2 separate regions of the Mus musculus genome follow, and region 2 is linked to region 1. A link is a contact called in public Hi-C data. All regions are on one chromosome and are shown on one strand. Each heading gives the region's core, a stretch centred on a gene start, on an enhancer-like site or on the middle of the called end of the contact. The rest is flanking DNA. Distances are from core to core; before and after follow the strand shown.

Region 1 (3,609 bases), core at 175-2,674:
AAGCCATTCCATTATGTGTTGCCAGGGCATTGAAACTGACAGGTTATTATTATTATTATTATTATTATTATTATTATTATTATTATATATTTTCTTCATTTACATTTCAAATGCTATCCCGAAAGTCTGCTATACTCTTCCTCCACCCTGTTCCCCAATCCACCCACTCCCACCTCCTGGCTCTGGCATTCCCCTGTACTGGGGCATATAATATTCTCAAGACCAAGGGCCTCTCCTCTGACTAGGCCATCTTTGAAACTGACAGATTTTATGCAGATCCCAGATCACCTTGATCCAAGTCTCTATTTTCTCTTTTAGATATTAGTTTTGGAAAGATACTAGAGAGAAGTCATTACAATTATCTACTGAAGGGCCTGAGAGATGACTCAGCAGTTAAGAGCACTGACTGCACTTCCAGAGGTCCTGAGCTCCATTCCCAGCAACCACATGGTGACTCAGAATCATCTACTAAAGTTTCCAAAATACTAAACTTTATTTTAAAGAAAAGGATAACGATGATGGAAGAGACAGCCCGATGCTTTCCTGTGTATTAGGTACCATTGTTAGTAAATATGGATTTTTAGACAAAAGTCAAACATTATTAGTAAATACAGACTTTTAAACAGAAGTCAGACAAGTTGTTTGCTGCTAGGTGAGAGCCCTGTTGGGGTTCAGTATTGCGATGTCCTTCTCAAAGGATGAGGAGGCTCCTTAGCAAAAGACTCGTCCCCATCGCCCTACAAAGCAGGCCCAGTTCCTCTCTCCGAGCCGTGCTGTTTGGTTCTTTGCCCTTGAGTCCTCCCACCTTCCCTGAAATCTTTGGCGTCTGCTGGCACGAAGGCCCAGCCTGCATTGTGCAGCTTTTGAATTGCAGCGAAAGTGCTGCTCTGAACGGCTGAATGGCTGGTGATTGAGAAGGAATTGATTGCTGGACTTCAAAACCAAGACTCGGGAGGTACAGTGCACGTTAGATCTCCTAAACCCCAACTTTCATTACTAAGTTTTCTTTTTGATGGGTTTATTCAGTTGGCTTTGGTTTGTAGTTTTTCTTTTTTTGAGACAGGGGTTCACACAAGCTGCTTCAGCCTGTCCTGGACCTCAGCAGGTCGCCCAGACTACTCTTGAACTCATAGCAATCCTCCTGTCTCAGCTCCTTGAGTGCTGAGATTCCAGCTGAGAGCATCACACTTTCCTCTCCACTAGATTCTTTTTTAAGTTTTCAAAGTTAGTTTGAATGAAGTAGCAACTTCACCAAAGGTCTCCTGAGGCTGTGTGCATTGCATATGAAGTTTGTGATGGAATTCCTGTGAAAGAGAAAGAGGAGAGCAGGAAAACATGCCTGAGGCTGGAGATGTGGGTTCAGAGGTTAACAGCACTGGCTGCTCTTCCACAGGGCTGAAGTTTTGTTTGCCTGTCTGGGGCAGCGCCCCATGAACTGTAGCTCTTGCTCAAGGGGCTCTGATGCCCTCCTCAGGCTTCTGTAGGCACCTGTACACACATGCATTGGCATACCCTGATGCATTGGGACACATACACACACATGCGAGGAGAGAGAGAGAGAGAGAGAGAGAGAGAGAGAGAGAGAGAGAGAGAGAGAGAGAGGAAGAAGGAGAAGGAGAAGAAGAAGAAGAAGAAGAAGAAGAAGAAGAAGAAGAAGAAGAAGAAGAAGAAGAAGAAGAGAAGGAGGAGGAGGAGGAGGGAGGGGAGGGGGAACGGGAGGAGGAGAAGAGAAGAAAAAGGGAAGGGAAGGGGGGAAGGGAAGGGAAGGGGAAAGGGAGAAGGGAAGGGAAGGGAGAAGGGAAAAGGGAAGGGGGAAGGGAAGGGAAGAGAAAATGGGGAAGAAGGGGGAAGGGGAGAAGAAGTGGGAAGGGGGAAATGGGAAGGGAAAGGGGAAAGAAGGGGAAAGGGAAAGGGAAAGGGAAAGGGAAAGGGAAAGCAGGTATTAGTAGAAACTGTAGTCCTGATTCTGGATATATAATTGCCTTTTGGGGGAAATGGGGAAACAGCATAATCTTTCAAAGCTTTTGTGTTTGTCAATGGAAGTGACTGAATCGTGTGAAAGATCCTATGCACACAAACTTAAAAGATTCCTAAAGAAGATAGAGACTCCCACATCCTGTGTGGCACTGGCTTGGGCAGGTCTTCCCTACAGTTCTCCTTGAGAGAATGCAGCTCCACATAGAACATGGGGGGTAAACCCTTTGCAGGCACAATGGTGCTTTGCTGAGATTCTTGTAGAAGACAGGGTACTCAGTTCAGTTAGTGTTCCAGACTAAAAGTGTTTTATTTTTAAGTTTTATATTTGTATATATTAATTATGCATAATGGGTTGTGACATTTTCATGCATGTATATAATGTAATTTGCTCATATTTACCCCCATTACTTCTCTTGTGTCCCCCGATTCCTACTGATTCCCTTTTGCCAACTAGTCCCCCTTCTGTGTTCATTTCTCTTCCTTCCTTCCTTCCTTCCTTCCTTCCTTCCTTCCTTCCTTCCTTCCTTCCTTCCGTGTGTGTGTGTGTGACCCAGTGATTTTTTTCATTAGGATTGCTTACAGGAGTACTGATGAGGGGTTATTGACAGGATCATGGGCACCTTACTAGTGGCTACACCACAAAACAACCATCTCCCCATCACTCAGCAACCATTAATTGCCCCACGAGCACCTCCTCCATCTGTAATAGATTATTGATAGTCTAGTCTTAATGCAGATCTGGTGTGTGTAATCGTAGCTACTGTGAATTCAAGATTGCAGTGGCCACATCATGCCCAGAAGACAGCATCCAATGAGATTCCACCCTTTCTTCTGGCTTTAGAATGCTTTCCACCTTCCTTCTTCAGCATTGTTCCCTGAGCCTTGGAGGGATACAGCTGGATCTCATGGAGGCATTTCCTCCACTGAGGCTCTTCTTCTCTAATGACAAAGAATCAGCCAGTTCCACTCTCTTTTACCCGCCTCTTTTTTTCACTCTTGGCTTTAACATAAAGGGAAAATTTTATATTTTACGGTTCTGTCTTGGCTTTGTTTTTGTTGGGTTTGTTGTTTGTTATTGTTTTCTATTTTAATTTTTGGTCCTGTTCTGGAATTGGCAGCAAACAGGTTGGCCCTTCTTCACTGTTTTCCCTCTTTATTACTGCTCCTTCTCTGACTGGACTGACCTCTGTCCCCGTGTGCCTTGCATCCATTTCCTGCTCTGTGGACAGTTTCTCAACAGGAAAGTGATTGCCATATTTCTCCAGTTCCTTCCTAGCTTTCTGGGCCTTTTCAGATTTGATTTCAGCTCATCACTCTATAGTTTCATAGCACTTGTCCCTGGAGACCATCTCTATAGGAGGAGAAAGCATGAGTCTCCTCTACTGATGCAGGAGGGGCTAGCCCTGGGATTTCACTCCAGTTTGCCGGTTGCCTGTGGTGCTCCAGGGGTGGGAATCAGTGCTGTGTGCTGCTGAGTTTGTTCCTGTTTGTCAAACAAGATCACTTAGCACCTCCAGGTTGGGCAACTGTGCTTTCCTATGAACTAGAGGGAGCTGCTAAATGCAAGACATGGAGGTCATCTCTCCCAGATGGTGAACATCTGAGGGCACTACCAGGCCTTTAGACTAAAAG
Region 2 (3,693 bases), core at 365-2,864, 270 kb before region 1:
TATAGGAAATGTCTGAGAAAGGCAAGTCTCTACACACAGAATGTAGATTAGTAGTTGCCAGGGGTGTGTCTATAAGCTAGCAAGGGTTCATTGAGATGGTGAAAATGTATACAGTTCAGTCAGTTTCCTAATCATTGCACTGTACATGCCAAAGAAGTCAAGTTTTTTTTTAATTAGGTATTTTCCTCGTTAGAAGTCAAGTTTATAGTGTGTATAGTATATTTTAAAGGTGTTTAAAATCTTTTTTATCATCGGTAAGTGAAGGAATGAAGTCATTACTGGAAATAAGACTTTTATCTTTTGTTAAATCAATAGGGATGTTTCTATACTCTGTATTTTGTGGCTCTTATCCTATATTATATATTAAATACTGTTCCTAGGCATATGTTTTAATATACTTATTGGTCTTTTGAATATATATTTCTGGATTCTTATAATCCTAGCTTTGAGACATTTGGGATAGGTTTGGTACGTAGTCTAATGTGTCTCTGTATAGCTTTGGGTCAGAAGAAGTCAGTATGAAGAGCTTCCCTTGTGACACAAGCAGCTGAGATTGGGTTTGGGGTTCCTAGAAAGGACATATACTAGGGCCCAAGTCCCTTCACACATAAGGACATCTGTAACACTTGACAGGAAACCCGATGAGAGCTTTTGTTCCACTCTGATTTCAGATGCGGTTGGGCTGGGATGTTTTAAAGGTAATCAGAATTTTAGGACTAATAGTTTCTTACTAAATGTCCCCAGAATCAAAAGCCCTAGGCCCCCAGTAGTGTCTGATCTCCTAGCTGTGAGGGTCTTCTTCTTGGTGGGCTGTGAGCATTTCGGTTGATGTGGTTAGAGGCAGCCCAAGGTAAGGATGGCAGTGAAGGGATATGATAGGACTTGGGAAAAAAAACACTGAGGGGCTGACTGGAAAGATAAGGAGATGAGGAAAGGGCTTGTGGAAAGCAGTTCCCAGCTGGGGAAAGAGGCAGAGAGAGAGAGAGAGGAGGGGAAGAAAGGGAGGAGATGGAGAGGGCCTCCTAAGTCCAGCTAGAGAGCAGTTCTAGACCAAGGAGCCTCCTAACCCCGAGGCTGAGCAGCTAATCAGACAACAGCTGTCCCCTTAGTTTAGGCTTGCTTCGGTGTTTGTTACTAATGCTCCTTCCACCATCAAAGGCTTCCAAGCCTCCAAAGAAAACACTGAGGAGGAAAATGTCTCAACTGAAATGCCATCCAATGAGAGACAGTTCACAGTGAAACTTTATAGAAACTTTCTTTAATTAGTGAAACATTTCATTGTATTATGGGTAGAAATAAAACCAGGTCAAGAAGCACAACAACGAACCAACTCTGTAAGCCACATGAAGAGCATTCTGGTCAGTCTTTTTAAAGCCAGGCAGGCACAAGCAATTTACACCAGTAACAATGCTCAGAGGGCCTTTTGAAGAATTCACACCGCAAACAACAAGTTAAAAGTTATCCCCCTTAAGCAAAAACCCCAATAGGGGTTAGTTGTGTAGTGCTTGTCCCATTTGACCGTTAGTGATCTTTGTAAAGCACAAGGAAGTGAAATCTACTGGGCAGAGCCTAGAGCCTATGTGGAAATGCCTATCCCCTGCCCATCCCCCACCCTGTGCACTCCCAGTGCCCTGCCACTCTGTGTCATGAGAAGGATGATGGCCACAGCCTTTGGGGCCCGTCCAGGAGAATGCCCTCAGAAGAACGAACACAGGGAACAGCTTGCTATTTTCAGCCCCGCACTGAATGGGTAGATTTGTTGTTAATCAACCTACAATTCTGACTGTGCCTTGTGGGTTTGCCATGGACCTTTTAGAAAGAAAACACCAAATGAACCACTGCTATTCACAACCATGGCACTAATAAAGGATCAATCTGTTTTTGGTCTCCTTTTCTATGTGCGATCATGTCTATCTACTATGTACATCACTAAATGCTATAGTTTCTGTGTTTAAAAATCTCCTTAGAGATGATTATATCCTGAAAATAGGAATGAACCAATTAGTATGCACTAGCTTATCAATTTATTAGTGTGGATAAGTAGTTGCATAAACACAGACAGGTGTAGTGCGTGCCTGTAATAGCAGCACTTGGGAGGCTGAGACCGGCTCACTATAAATTCAAGGTCAACCTATGCTACATAGTGAGTTTCAAGATAGCCTGAGCTACAGAGTGAGACCCTGTCATGAAGCATGAAGACTAAGATGTGCCAACTACCGAGTTAAATATTGACAAAGTCTAAAAATATTTGTCATTACTAAAGGTCAGATATTTTCAGTTTAGTTTCACATATTGGTGATTTGGGGTGTCTAATTTTTTTACTTTGATTAGTAGGAAAGGTGAAAATTTAAAGAGCTGTCTCTCTAGAAGGGAAACATCAGCCAAGCATGGTGGCTTATGGATCCCAGCACTCATGACACAAGGCAGGCGATCTCTGAGTTCAAGGCCAGCCTAGTTTACATAGTGACTTCCAGAACAGCCAAGACTACACCAACCCGGTCTCAAAAACTACCAAAATTTTTTTAAAAAAGGGAAACATTGTGTATTGCTTTGTGTCAATAGAGGAAAATTTGGGCCTGTATATTAAAGCAATGTTTTACTTCTAATATGTATGTGACATCTCAGTTTTTAAAAAAATTTAAATATACTGAAATTCAGTTTTCAGGGAATTCTATAAACAGCTAGCCAGATAATGTATAGGGTTCATTGAAAAAAAAAAAATCAATGGTGTAAGCCTTTAATCCCAGCACTTAGGAGGCAGAGGCTGTCAGATCTCTGTGAATTCGAGGCCAGTCTGGTCTATAGAGCGAGTTCCATGACAGCCAGGGCTACACAGAGAAACCCTGTCTTAAAAACTAAGCCACCAAAAGATAAAAAATAAAAAAATAAAAACTAAAACAAACAAACAACCCCAAAATAGTGGACTCTGAGAATCATGGACTCTGCCCTCCAGGATAGCTGAGGTCTGACGGCTGTGACACTAATGTCCTTAGTCCTACACGGAAGCCATTGCCTTCCAAAGAGAAGCAGCCTGGCTGCTCGACTCCTTATCTGAAGTGCCTCTGACTAGCAGTCTAACATTTCTCGCTCTGTCAGAAAAGTGATTGTCACAGGAAGCAGAGAGCACTTAGTGACAGGGAGCCACGAAGCACCGGCTGGGTCCAGAAGAAATGCCTCTCTAACCTGTGCACACTTCCTGGATCTATCTGTAATGTAAGCTACGGGCAGATGGACTTCCATCATTCGTCATTTTACAAATAACCCCTCAATATTTGCAGACACTGTCATTCCGTGTCACTGTCCTATGTGGCAGAGAAGCCTGAAGGGAGGGGGTTAGAAGTCATTGATTCTGTCCTCTCAGCAGCATATTCTACACCCAGACATCTCTGACTAAAATTGACAGTTAGCCTCTAGATGCCATAACTAACATTGAACTCTATTCTAAATGAAATATCTGCCTTACCCTCACCAACATTCCCAGTGCAACCTCTTGCTTCACAAAAGCACAACTAAAAATCCTCAGGAGCTCAATGCTGTCTACTTACAGACACCACCCCACCCCACCCCATCCCTTCCCCTACTTGATTCCTAACACACTATAAACCAATCAAAAGACTTGAGTTATTTTCCTGAAGATTAGAGCGAGACACAAAATGTAATGTTTTACAGAAGGAAAGCAGCCCCATTTGCTTG

What was found. Hi-C and Micro-C count contacts between places; a contact is called where the count stands out from the background.
Region 2: a Hi-C map of liver shows a contact between it and region 1, with 1.7 times the contacts expected there. The contact joins two enhancer-like sites. A contact is called at or near these places in 18 of 484 Hi-C or Micro-C datasets (the C2C12 cell line, the G1E-ER4 cell line, the HL-1 cell line and 11 more) and 1 of 115 datasets of contacts at active chromatin or transcription factors (embryonic stem cells).

What each region holds. Positions count from the first base shown.
Region 1 is chr5:92,714,672-92,718,280 of GRCm38.p6, forward strand. The region is part of intron 1 of Shroom3 (shroom family member 3); the gene reads left to right. Among named protein-coding and RNA genes, the nearest start is that of Shroom3, 33 kb to the left of the region's middle. Within about 2 kb of position 1,425, at least 17 of the 459 cell types and tissues checked have an H3K27ac peak or open chromatin away from gene starts, as enhancers often do. A contact at or near this core is called in liver, where this site is marked.
Region 2 is chr5:92,440,072-92,443,764 of GRCm38.p6, forward strand. It overlaps Scarb2 (scavenger receptor class B, member 2), which reads right to left. Exons shown (of 12, transcript NM_007644.4): 12 at 1,240-3,693. Among named protein-coding and RNA genes, the nearest start is that of Nup54, 6.7 kb to the left of the region's middle. Within about 2 kb of position 1,615, at least 38 of the 459 cell types and tissues checked have an H3K27ac peak or open chromatin away from gene starts, as enhancers often do. A contact at or near this core is called in liver, where this site is marked.